Linked DNA regions of Drosophila melanogaster: region 2 is linked to region 1. A link is a contact called in public Hi-C data. All regions are on one chromosome and are shown on one strand. The core of a region is the stretch at or near the end of the contact, and the rest is flanking DNA. Distances in the headings are between cores, read along the strand shown.

The links. A called contact is a pair of places that touch in the nucleus more often than the background predicts.
Region 2: a contact with region 1 is called in a Hi-C map of the Kc167 cell line, with 5 times the contacts expected there. The contact joins the promoter of Cyt-b5-r here to the promoter of Cyt-c-p in region 1. A contact is called at or near these places in 2 of 107 Hi-C or Micro-C datasets (the Kc167 cell line and the S2 cell line).

The regions. Positions count from the first base shown.
Region 1 is chr2L:16,717,564-16,722,774 of dm6, forward strand. Cyt-c-p (Cytochrome c proximal) reads left to right here and starts at 2,369. Exons shown (of 2, transcript NM_057828.4): 1 at 2,369-2,413; 2 at 4,446-5,081. The coding sequence starts at 4,487. The coding sequence ends at 4,813. Cyt-c-d (Cytochrome c distal) reads left to right here. Exons shown (of 2, transcript NM_057816.5): 2 at 1,563-2,072. The coding sequence starts at 1,572. The coding sequence ends at 1,889.
Region 2 is chr2L:16,787,734-16,792,944 of dm6, forward strand. Cyt-b5-r (Cytochrome b5-related) reads right to left here and starts at 2,988. Exons shown (of 3, transcript NM_001273585.1): 1 at 2,486-2,988; 2 at 1,784-2,166; 3 at 1,041-1,711. The coding sequence starts at 2,899. The coding sequence ends at 1,198. It overlaps CG17928, which reads left to right and starts at 3,835. Exons shown (of 4, transcript NM_135966.4): 1 at 3,835-4,136; 2 at 4,210-4,540; 3 at 4,637-5,019; 4 at 5,077-5,211. The coding sequence starts at 4,039. Mhc (Myosin heavy chain) reads left to right here. Exons shown (of 19, transcript NM_165190.4): 19 at 288-1,033.

The DNA of each region.
Region 1 (5,211 bases), core at 1,119-3,618:
TACGGACAAATAGACGGACAGCAGACATTGTCAGATCGGCTGGTGATCCTAATTAAGAATATACTCTATAGGGTCGGAACCGTTTTTTCCCTCTTACATACTTTACGAAAGTAGCGGGTGGAGCTACATAAAACATTTTTCCCTTCCTCATTACATTTGAGCAGATGCCGCAATATGCTTTTTATTTTTGCATAACAATTTCCGCACCTTACAGGCAATTCAATATCTGCACCTCCTTTAGCACGCAGACTCCTTTGTGCCTTTGCACTCTTTTTGAACTCTATTTGTCCTGGACCATCCTCTCACCTTTTTATGGACTTCCGCAGCAATAGATCTAGTAAACAATATAGCCTCCCCACAACCTTTCCGCAGGCTATCTCTTTCCTACTACTACCCCATGTTCGGCCGAGCCCGTTCAAGCGTAATTTAATTTCTTGCACCATTTATTTATAGTGGTCCGGCAAAAGAACTCGGGCCAACAGGCAGGATAGTTTAGCCTGCGGGTAAATTATGGTTCCATTGCCAATTAGGTTAGGTCACAACCAGGATGTCCCATTGGGGATATATGTATGTATGTATGTAGATGGATGCACAGGGAGTACACCTAATACCAGTGCAGGGCTGCCAGGAAAATGTCATTGTTTGGATTTAGAATGTGACATTTACATACGTACGTAATATAAATATATAAATAATATCATTCTCTGAAAAATATCATAATGCACTCTTGTAAATTTAAAACAAATTTAATTTTAAGATAATTGGTTGAGATAAACATAGTTAATATTTTCAATTGATCCTTTAAATTTTAAATTGCAGGTGAATATCATCCCTGTGTGACCGTTGTATGCGGCATGGTTCCATGTCTCTTTCCCGTTATTCATTTCCCTCTGCTTTGTTTTTTTTTTTTTTGGTTTTGTTATGCGGTGGCATCTGTTTTTGCCACAGGAAAATGGTTGAGAGAGGGGAAGGCAGGGGGCGAAAGCGGAGAGTGCGTAAAATGCGTTTTAATTGAAAGGAAATGTTCAAAGCACATGTGCATCTGCTAGTCAACGAATTGGTTGGGAAAGGGGGTGGCAAGCCGAATGTGTCTGCTAATTGAATTACCTTTCGGTTGCTTTTCCCATTAGAAGTGCCGACAAGTTCTCGAGCTGCTTGTTTGCTTTTCATTTAATACCCATTTTGATTTAATTTTCGTTTTTCCTATTTTTCTGACCCAATTTTGTTTTGCTTTCGTGCATTAGCAGCTGTCTCTGTCTATCGCTGTGCAGCCAAGAGAGTGACCAAGAGAAACGCTCTCTCTCTCTCTCTCAGTTGTCCAGGACTTGCACTTTTCAAACGGTTTTTTAGGACACTGAAACAAATTGAATCTGTTTTTCTTTTCTATCAAATTTTTAGTTCTACACTTTTCTTTTTCATGATAGTTTCGGAATCAACCAATTTCTATTTGATCCAAATTAACAAAAAACAAATAACAAAAAATTAAAAAATATAGAAATAAAAGCTGCATAAAAAGTTGAATTCTAAATCATAAATATCATTTTTCCCTATTTGTCTTTCAGGCTTCCAAGATGGGTTCTGGTGATGCAGAGAACGGCAAGAAGATATTTGTGCAGAAGTGCGCCCAGTGCCACACCTACGAAGTGGGCGGCAAACACAAGGTGGGCCCAAATCTTGGCGGGGTCGTGGGTCGCAAGTGTGGCACAGCAGCGGGATACAAGTATACCGATGCCAATATAAAGAAGGGCGTTACCTGGACAGAGGGGAATTTGGACGAGTACCTCAAGGACCCGAAGAAATACATTCCCGGAACAAAGATGGTGTTCGCAGGTCTTAAAAAGGCTGAGGAGCGGGCCGATTTGATTGCCTTCCTCAAGTCAAACAAGTAGAATCGCCTGCGAAACAACAAGATCGGCCACCATGCTATCCAGAAAACTGCGCTTAAAGACTACAAACATATTCAAAAGATGACGTATTTCACTTGGATTTCGAAACTTTGATTGGGAATGGTCGAGCTCAAATACATTTCAAAAAGGTTTACTTTCACTTTAGCCAATTAAAGTTGATAAACCAAAAACCCTCTTCTTAATTCAAGTTGTGTGCGACGCGGGTGGAGGAAAGTGTTGTACCAATCAGCTTTGGTCACAGTTGGTTTTATGGTCCTACTAGCAAAATGTAATAAATTGGAGAAGCTTGTTAAATAATGCAAATTTTCCAGAGGCTTTCCAATATAGTCCCGTTAATAGGGGAAAAAATTACTTATACGCCGTGTGGTGGATAAATACGGGTACAAAAGCTTGCGACATTTTTTAATGCGTGGCCCCCGGTCACTCTGGTCACACTAATTACCTATCGACATAACGCGCGCTCGTCATTCGTGAAAAATCGGCGACGCTCGACGTTTGTGTTCAATGTAAGTAGTGGGTGGAATTTTTGTATTTTCAAGTGACGTAAATATTACCTTGAATAGTTATTGATTATCAAGCCCCAAGTCAGATAAAGATTAGAAACACTTCCGTGTCATTTACGTAACATCCAGCAGCTGTGTTTTGTTCTGAAAATGATTCGCATGCAAATTTAACGTATTCTTTGGGGGATGATTCAGGTTACATAAACGTGTCCTTGTGTGTGTGTGTATAAGTGTGATTTTTTATTAGATATTTAATAGTTTATTTAGCAAATATTAGCAGTGGTGTATTAATAGTAAAAATAGCATCCCAAAGTCACATTGCCATTGAAAAAAGCCCCGGAGAGAGTCGATTACATGAGCAAAGAGAGTGGCGTACCCGATCATCAGCTGTCTCGCTCGCTCAGTGGCAAAAATTAATTCTTGGATTTTTTGTCAATGCTTCAGCTTTGGAGTCTTTAAGCGCGCCACGTGGTTGCTAAGCAGGTTTTGCTTTCTGCGATGTGCAGTTTTCTATAATATAAATAAAAGAGAATTCACCTCTGCGAAAAGGCGGCTTATGTAACATTCGCTGCTCTCAGGAAACTTGGATGTTGGCCCAATTTTCACTCATCTCTTTGTTCTCACCACCTTGCTCACCCACACAAGGAAAAACACAGCTGCCTTTGGCCTGCTTCCAATTTTCCAATTGCACTTTCCCTTCATCTCACGCACACTCACGCACGGCAATTAACTGAAAAATACTCAACAAGGCCAAATCGGATGTTGACATTGTTGTTGCTTTGCCACCTCTCACTGCCAAAGTGCATGATACTCTACACAGAAAGAAGTGAAAAAAAGGTTGATATTAAATGCAAATTATGTGTAAAAGCGCACAAAATCAATAGTCTATATATATTAGGTTTGTTTTTATAGACAAATGCATATAAAATAAAATTAGTTTTCTAGAATTGAAAGAGCTTCAGCTAATCGAATTTCTCTCAGTCTATGTGCGTGATGTGTAGGTGAATTACTCACCGCAACGGTACTTTGCACTCTCAAGTTCAAATTGCTGCATGCAATTTATAATCCGGCAATTAGCAGGATGACCGTAACACAGACCCTGGAATAATAGAATAGTTATGTAAACAACTAACGTTTTTCGTATTATGATGCTTCCTGGAAGTTTTCCGCCTGTTGCTGAGCAGTTCTGACGCAATTAATCGGCGACTGGCAAATATAAGCGAGTGAGACACAAAGAGAGTGTGAGAAGGAGAGAAAGAGTGTGGGGGCAACATGTGACCAGCGTCTGAAGCTTTTTCAAAGTGTGTTTCTGATGACGTTGCGACGCCCTCCACGCGCGTATTAGTGAGAGCAAAGTATGTGGGTTAAAAAGGGGGTGGCCGCAAATGGAAATGCAGACTACGTTAGATAATAATTTCGGGCCTTATCAGAAACAACAGCCGACTAATGCACTTAGCATGAGCAATTTTAATAATTCCGTTTCCGCAGGGAGCTTATCAATTGTTTACATAACGGGGCAAGGGGACAAATATTAATTCACGGTCCATAACTACCTACATTAACCCATTATTTCCCAAGCATGGAAATTTTTGATGATATAAAGACGTTATTATTTTAATACCTTAAAAATATATAATATTATATAAGTAACGTTGGGAAATCAACTGGTTAATAAATTTTAAATTTCGGGTTTATTTATTCAATAATCTTTTGATAATGTATGGCTGAAAGTGAAGCTTTTATCAGTATCTACACAATGGTTCATTGGGGCTAATAATAAATGGTATCAAATATCGTATAACTATTTTTTGCAGTGAAACCAGAATTTCGGACTAAGTACATAAGCAAATGATATAAAATATATATTGTAATCAATTTATCAGAATAGAACAAATTAATTGGTAGCAGTTATGAACTTTGAACCATTTAGTAGCCAGTTTTTTAAGTTTTTCAAACCTAAGATGTAAGATAACAGATATATTGGTTACCCTTGTTTTATGAACCACTCATTAATAACAAACATTTCTTTTTACAGTCGAGTCCGTGTTAACACATTAATTAACCACATAATCCATAATGGGCGTTCCTGCTGGTGATGTTGAGAAGGGAAAGAAGCTGTTCGTGCAGCGCTGCGCCCAGTGCCACACCGTTGAGGCTGGTGGCAAGCACAAGGTTGGACCCAATCTGCATGGTCTGATCGGTCGCAAGACCGGACAGGCGGCCGGATTCGCGTACACGGACGCCAACAAGGCCAAGGGCATCACCTGGAACGAGGACACCCTGTTCGAGTACCTGGAGAACCCCAAGAAGTACATCCCCGGCACCAAGATGATCTTCGCCGGTCTGAAGAAGCCCAACGAGCGCGGCGATCTGATCGCCTACCTGAAGTCGGCGACCAAGTAATGGTGCTGTCCATCAACTTACCCACAACCACTGCAGGATGTCAAACTGTATTATTGTGTTCAGTCACAGTCCGGCACGCAAATGCAGCAGCAGCAACAACTACAACTACAAATCAACATAGTACAGACCTAAAGAACTACAATTATGTTAATTATAAAGTTTAAATAGGACAATTTATTATTTAATTTAAATAAAAAGTGGAATATTTAATTCAAACCCGATGAGAATTGTGACATCCACAAAAAAGTTAAATAATAAAAAAAGAACTAAAAAATGATATAAAATCTGTTTTATGCGAGGACCTGGTTTTTGTAGCTCGCAGGTCAAAAAGAATAAAAAAAGCTTCTTCAGATTTTTGACTCGGGCAACTCAAATTAAAAATAAGAGATACCAATCAT
Region 2 (5,211 bases), core at 1,738-4,237, 71 kb after region 1:
ATCGTCTCGCTGTCGTACTCGTCAAGCGTTCTCGCTCCACTCTCATTCGACACAAGCAAGACACTCTATCTCTCGCTCGAAGAGCATTTACGTACCTCAGTTACCGTTCTTTCACCGCGCCACTCGCTGGCACTACAAAACGTGTTCAGGGAGTGCTAGTCGTACTCGTTATCGTTCTATCCCGTGCAGTCGATCCAACATGGCGACTTGTCCCATCCCCGGCATGTTTAAATATACTAATTATTCTTGAACTAATTTTAATCAACCGATTTATCTCTCTTCCGCAGCCCCGTGCGACGTCCGTTAGGCCACAATTCGACGGATTGGCCTTCCCACCAAGATTCGACCTTGCTCCTGAAAACGAATTCTAAATGCCATTTCATTTTTTAATTTATTTTAAATGATATTTCATAATGATTATGTTTATGATTTTAATTTAATTTCTTAATTTAAAAACAAAATAATAAAACTATAACAAAATAAATATCGAAAACGACGGGAGGCAAACCACCAACAACGCCAGATGCACTTAGGCAAAAAAATAAAATCATATAACAACAATCGATCACCATCGATTAGCATACATAATACATAAGTGATCAGTAACAGGCTATTGTGTAAGCGCGACATTTGCCATGGGGACACTGCTCGCTGGACCTGTATTTGTATTTGTATTTATATATTTTTATACAACTTTCGAAATGCATTCAACCAACTAACTATGAAAGAACCATCGACTCTCAACCGAACAACATGAGAATAATCGCGAAACGTGAGCCCCGTCAAAATGAAGGCCCCGCGGAGGTGTCCGCCGGTAAATGTCGCCCGCAGTTCGAATATTTTGCTCTATATGTACTCCCAATATTGTTTGTCATGCAGACCAGACAAGACTTACGGACGACACGAGCTACACACTGCGCTTATGTTTATGTTTAACTCTGACTCTATCTAACAATGATAGGGAGATAAGATCATCACTTGACACTAAATGAAAAGTATACAAAAAAGGAACAAAATAAATGTAAATCAATTTAACAAATGTGTATTATTTTCCGTGATCAAATCATTCGACTGGGACATATTCATTCATATTTACTGGCCATACGTGTTAAGAAATTGTCACAGGTCTTTTGTAAACTAATAAGATGTTGTGGATATATTTATTTACTTTTACTTAAGCCCCATACAAATTAAGTCCTACTTTCCCGCCCCAGGAGCCCTGGGATTGGGCTCGATGCGCAATAGTTGCTTGTGCTGGCCAATCATGTGCTCGATGTGGTTGCACTCGCGGAGATGACCCTTGAACTCATCGAGAGTCTGGTAAAGCACCGGATAGAGGGCGGGCAGGAGGCCATGATCCAGGGTCGGGAAGAGATGGTGGAGCACATGGTCACCAAAGTGGGTGAGCACCAGGAACTGCGACCACTTGAGATCACCGCGGTCGATAATCGTGTCCACCTGGAAGAGACCCCAGTCACGATCCTCACGATTGGCATCACCCTCGTGATAGATTTCCGGATCGTGATGCGCCGCATTCAGACCAATCAAGCAGAAGCTAAAGCTGGCTATCGACGTCATCGCGAGCCACTGGCGCACGCAGATCCAAATGCCTAAAGATCCCCCGGTTCCCAGGTATATGGCAATGGGTATAGTCAGTGGCAGTAGGTCGTGCCAGTAGAGGATGTTGGTGTGGCGCAGCGAATAGAAAATACTGCAATATCAATCAATCAAAAGATCACTGATTAGACTTTGTTTACGATCACCGCCTCGATCACACACTCACCGAGTGCCCATTTGTATGAAGAAGGCGAGGGCATAGGCCACCGGCTCCGTGACCCAGGACACATAACGCATCAACTTGCTCTTGATGTGCGGATTGGGCACCCAGCACAGCAAGGGTTCGAACATCGAGAGTTCCAGATCGAAATACGAATTCGGATAGATGTGGTGGGACAGAGCATGGGACACACGCCAGGCGGCAAAGTTCATCATGCCCAGATTAAAGGCGTACATCTGCCAGTTGTCCCGACGATGAAAGTAGTTGTGGGACACGATCACCGTCCAGCAGAGGGCCACACTCGCCAAGACCAAAGCCAAAAGGCTGTTGTATTTGGCACTGGCAATGCCCAACAGGTAGAGCGACACAACGAGACCCAGGTGAATGAGCTAAAAGAAATGTATATTAATATATTATAAATATAATGATAAATTTTAAAGTTATCATATTAATTAGGGTTTCAGCGTGCAAATAATTAAATAATATAATCACACAGGCCGCCGAATACAAGTGGGGGCATAATATTAGGGCTGCGACACGTGAAATGTAAGATTAGATGTTTTTAGTTAGTAATAAATTTATTTATGAGCCGGCAGGTTCAACTTCCTATCAATAAGTAACTGATAAGAATTACTTAACTGATATGAAATGAAATCTAAGGCACGCCCATTTTCAATAAGGTATTTTTTTTTGCAGATTAACACTCACATCACTCTTCTTTTTCGGCCGCTTGTCTATGGTCTTTAGTTGCTCGCGGACTCGCTCCTTTAGCGTCTTGTAGAATCCGCCCTCCTCCAAGGTCAGTGTGTAGATTCTGGGTTCAGCCGCATCCCTCACCTTGTATTTGGCGATCATCTTTTCGGGAGCCGTGGTCAGATGATGTGCCTCAAAGGCTTCGGTGATGTCGGTGCCCTTGGTCTCACGAATCCAGAAGGGACCGCCAGGATGCTTGTCAATGAACGAGGTGAAGTCATAGATGCCATCGTTGATGCGCCACAGTCCTTCGGCTCCATCGTCCTGCCGTTTACCCTTTTGCCAGCTGTGTGTGGTGATTAGGGCCGAATTTCGGTATGTTGGAAACTTGGTGGCAATGCCACTCTTTTTCCACTCCTCGATTACCATATTGCCGAGTCCTTTTGATCCTTGACGTCTGTGGCACAAACTTTACCGATCCGAGCACCTTTCCGCTGGGATTCCAACGACTAACTGAAAGGCACCGGCAGTGGTCCGTTTATTTTATGTGTAGCGCAAATCTCTTTTGATTATATAAACCGAAAATCGAGATTTCCAAACAAAACGTTTCCATTTTGATAAGGCGCCGGTGTTATCAGGAGAGCAGCGCAGCTGCCGCCTTTTAACTATTACGTCTATTTAATTCTCACATATTTTTAGCAGTATGTTCTAATCGCTAATTCATTTGGTGAAATCTCAAGCAGTGGGCATGTCTAAGCACCACATGGGCGGTTCGAGCAGACTTCGGCGACAATAGGTCAGTGCGGTGGCCATAACAATGTTATGGTATCGCGGCAGTTTGAGGCTTCGCTTGGCTGGCGTGGGTCTAGCCGAAAGCAATCAGCTTTTGAGATTGTTGGGGGTAGTCTTATCTCTAAGAGCTCCAATAAAATAAAATAATTTGATAGGAATAAATTCAGCGATTTACTAGGGTTTATTAGCATGGCTACACGTTGAGTTCACTTTTCTTTTGCTTGGTAAGCATAGGTAATCCTTGTACAACTTACTTAATATGAAGCTAAGGATATAAGTATAAGTATAAGTAAGTAATATAAGTGTAAGTATTTATACTTATACTTTTCTTTTAAACAAAGTTCTGACTTATGGGAAAATAATGCAATGCACACACTACTCTAGATCGCAATGCTGGCGCCCTTCAATGTAAGTATGCTTTGAATCTCATTTACATACTGTTACTTTTTCCTGATAAGAAGTGAGAGCCACTGAGAGGAAAGCTTTCAATCGGCGATACTCTCAGAGCTTTACTAATTGATCGAGCGAGTGCGATACGAAAACAAAAGCCGAGCGCCGCTCCAATAAAAGTTCAGTTGGCGCTACGTAAACAAACTTTGCGGTTAGTCTGCATCTGGGGTGTCCAGAACGACCGGTTCTTTCGTTAGGCACTAAGATGAACTTGGGAATCAAACGGCTAGTTATCAGCAACGATTAAGCACTAGCGTTCAAGGTACTTCTGGGGTTAAAATAAACTCCATTTATCAGTGTACATCGATTAACAAACAGTGCACAAAATGACGCCCAATGTTAAGGACGATGGTGACTGGAGAGTATCCGGAATATCCAGAAATTACCCGAGCTATCGCCAGCATCGACCGATTACCAGTGAAAGGTTTGCATCGAATATACCCATAAATTTCAAATTAATTAAATAAAACTACATATTTACATTTTCTCTTGCTCAGCTGGCTGGAGGGGAAAAATGTAGATGACGAGGCCGAAGGTCTTTGGCGAATTAACGATACGCTCTACGACTTAAGCGACTTTGCCGCTCGCCATCCGGGTGGTTCATCTTGGATTGAGTGCACCAGGGGAACGGATATCACCGAGCCCTTCGAGTCACATCATATCGAGGAGCGAGCTCGAGGAATGCTAAGCAAATTCGAGGTGCGAAAGGCTGCAAGGCCAAGGAACTACAAGTTCACTCTTGAAGAGAATGGTTTCTATATGACACTGAAGCGGAGAGTGCGTGAAAAGCTGAGAAAGATCGATTACTCTCCCACTAAGAAAACCGAGGTATTGTTGCGATCTTGACAAGTTACTAAAGTTCCGTCGAACGTAATATGCTTGTTCCCTATGATATACTTATTGTTCTACAATATAATCTTGCAGTTTCTCCATCTTGGCATCTTGGTGTCCGTCTTCCTCTTCAGTTGGGCAGGCACCGTTCTGGACTCATTGATCTTCAAGGGTCTAGCTGGATTGGCACTTTGCTGGGTGGCAACCTCAACCCACAATTATTTTCATCAACGGGACAGTTGGCGGATGTACACTTTCAATCTGACCATGATGAACTTCCGAAACTGGCGAATTTCTCACGCCCTATCACACCATGTTTATGCTAATTCTCTGCACGACCTGGAGATGTCCATGTTTGAGCCGTTCCTATGCTGGATTCCGGATAGTCATTATGCCAGTAAACCTCAACGATTGATCTCAGTGGTTATCAGCCCCGTGGTATATGTGGTCTTGTTCCAAGGGCAGTTTCTCATACGGTGAGTGGCCAAAATAGTTTTCTCTGTATTGTACTAATAGGTTGCATTATATTTTAGCCTGGTCCTTTCCCTGACCAAAAGAAACGTTCTGTGCTGGGATGATCTCATTGGCTTCAGTCTGCCCATTTTTATATATTTATCCACTGGTGTTAGCCTGTTGAGTGCACTTTTAAGCTGGGAAATAATTATATC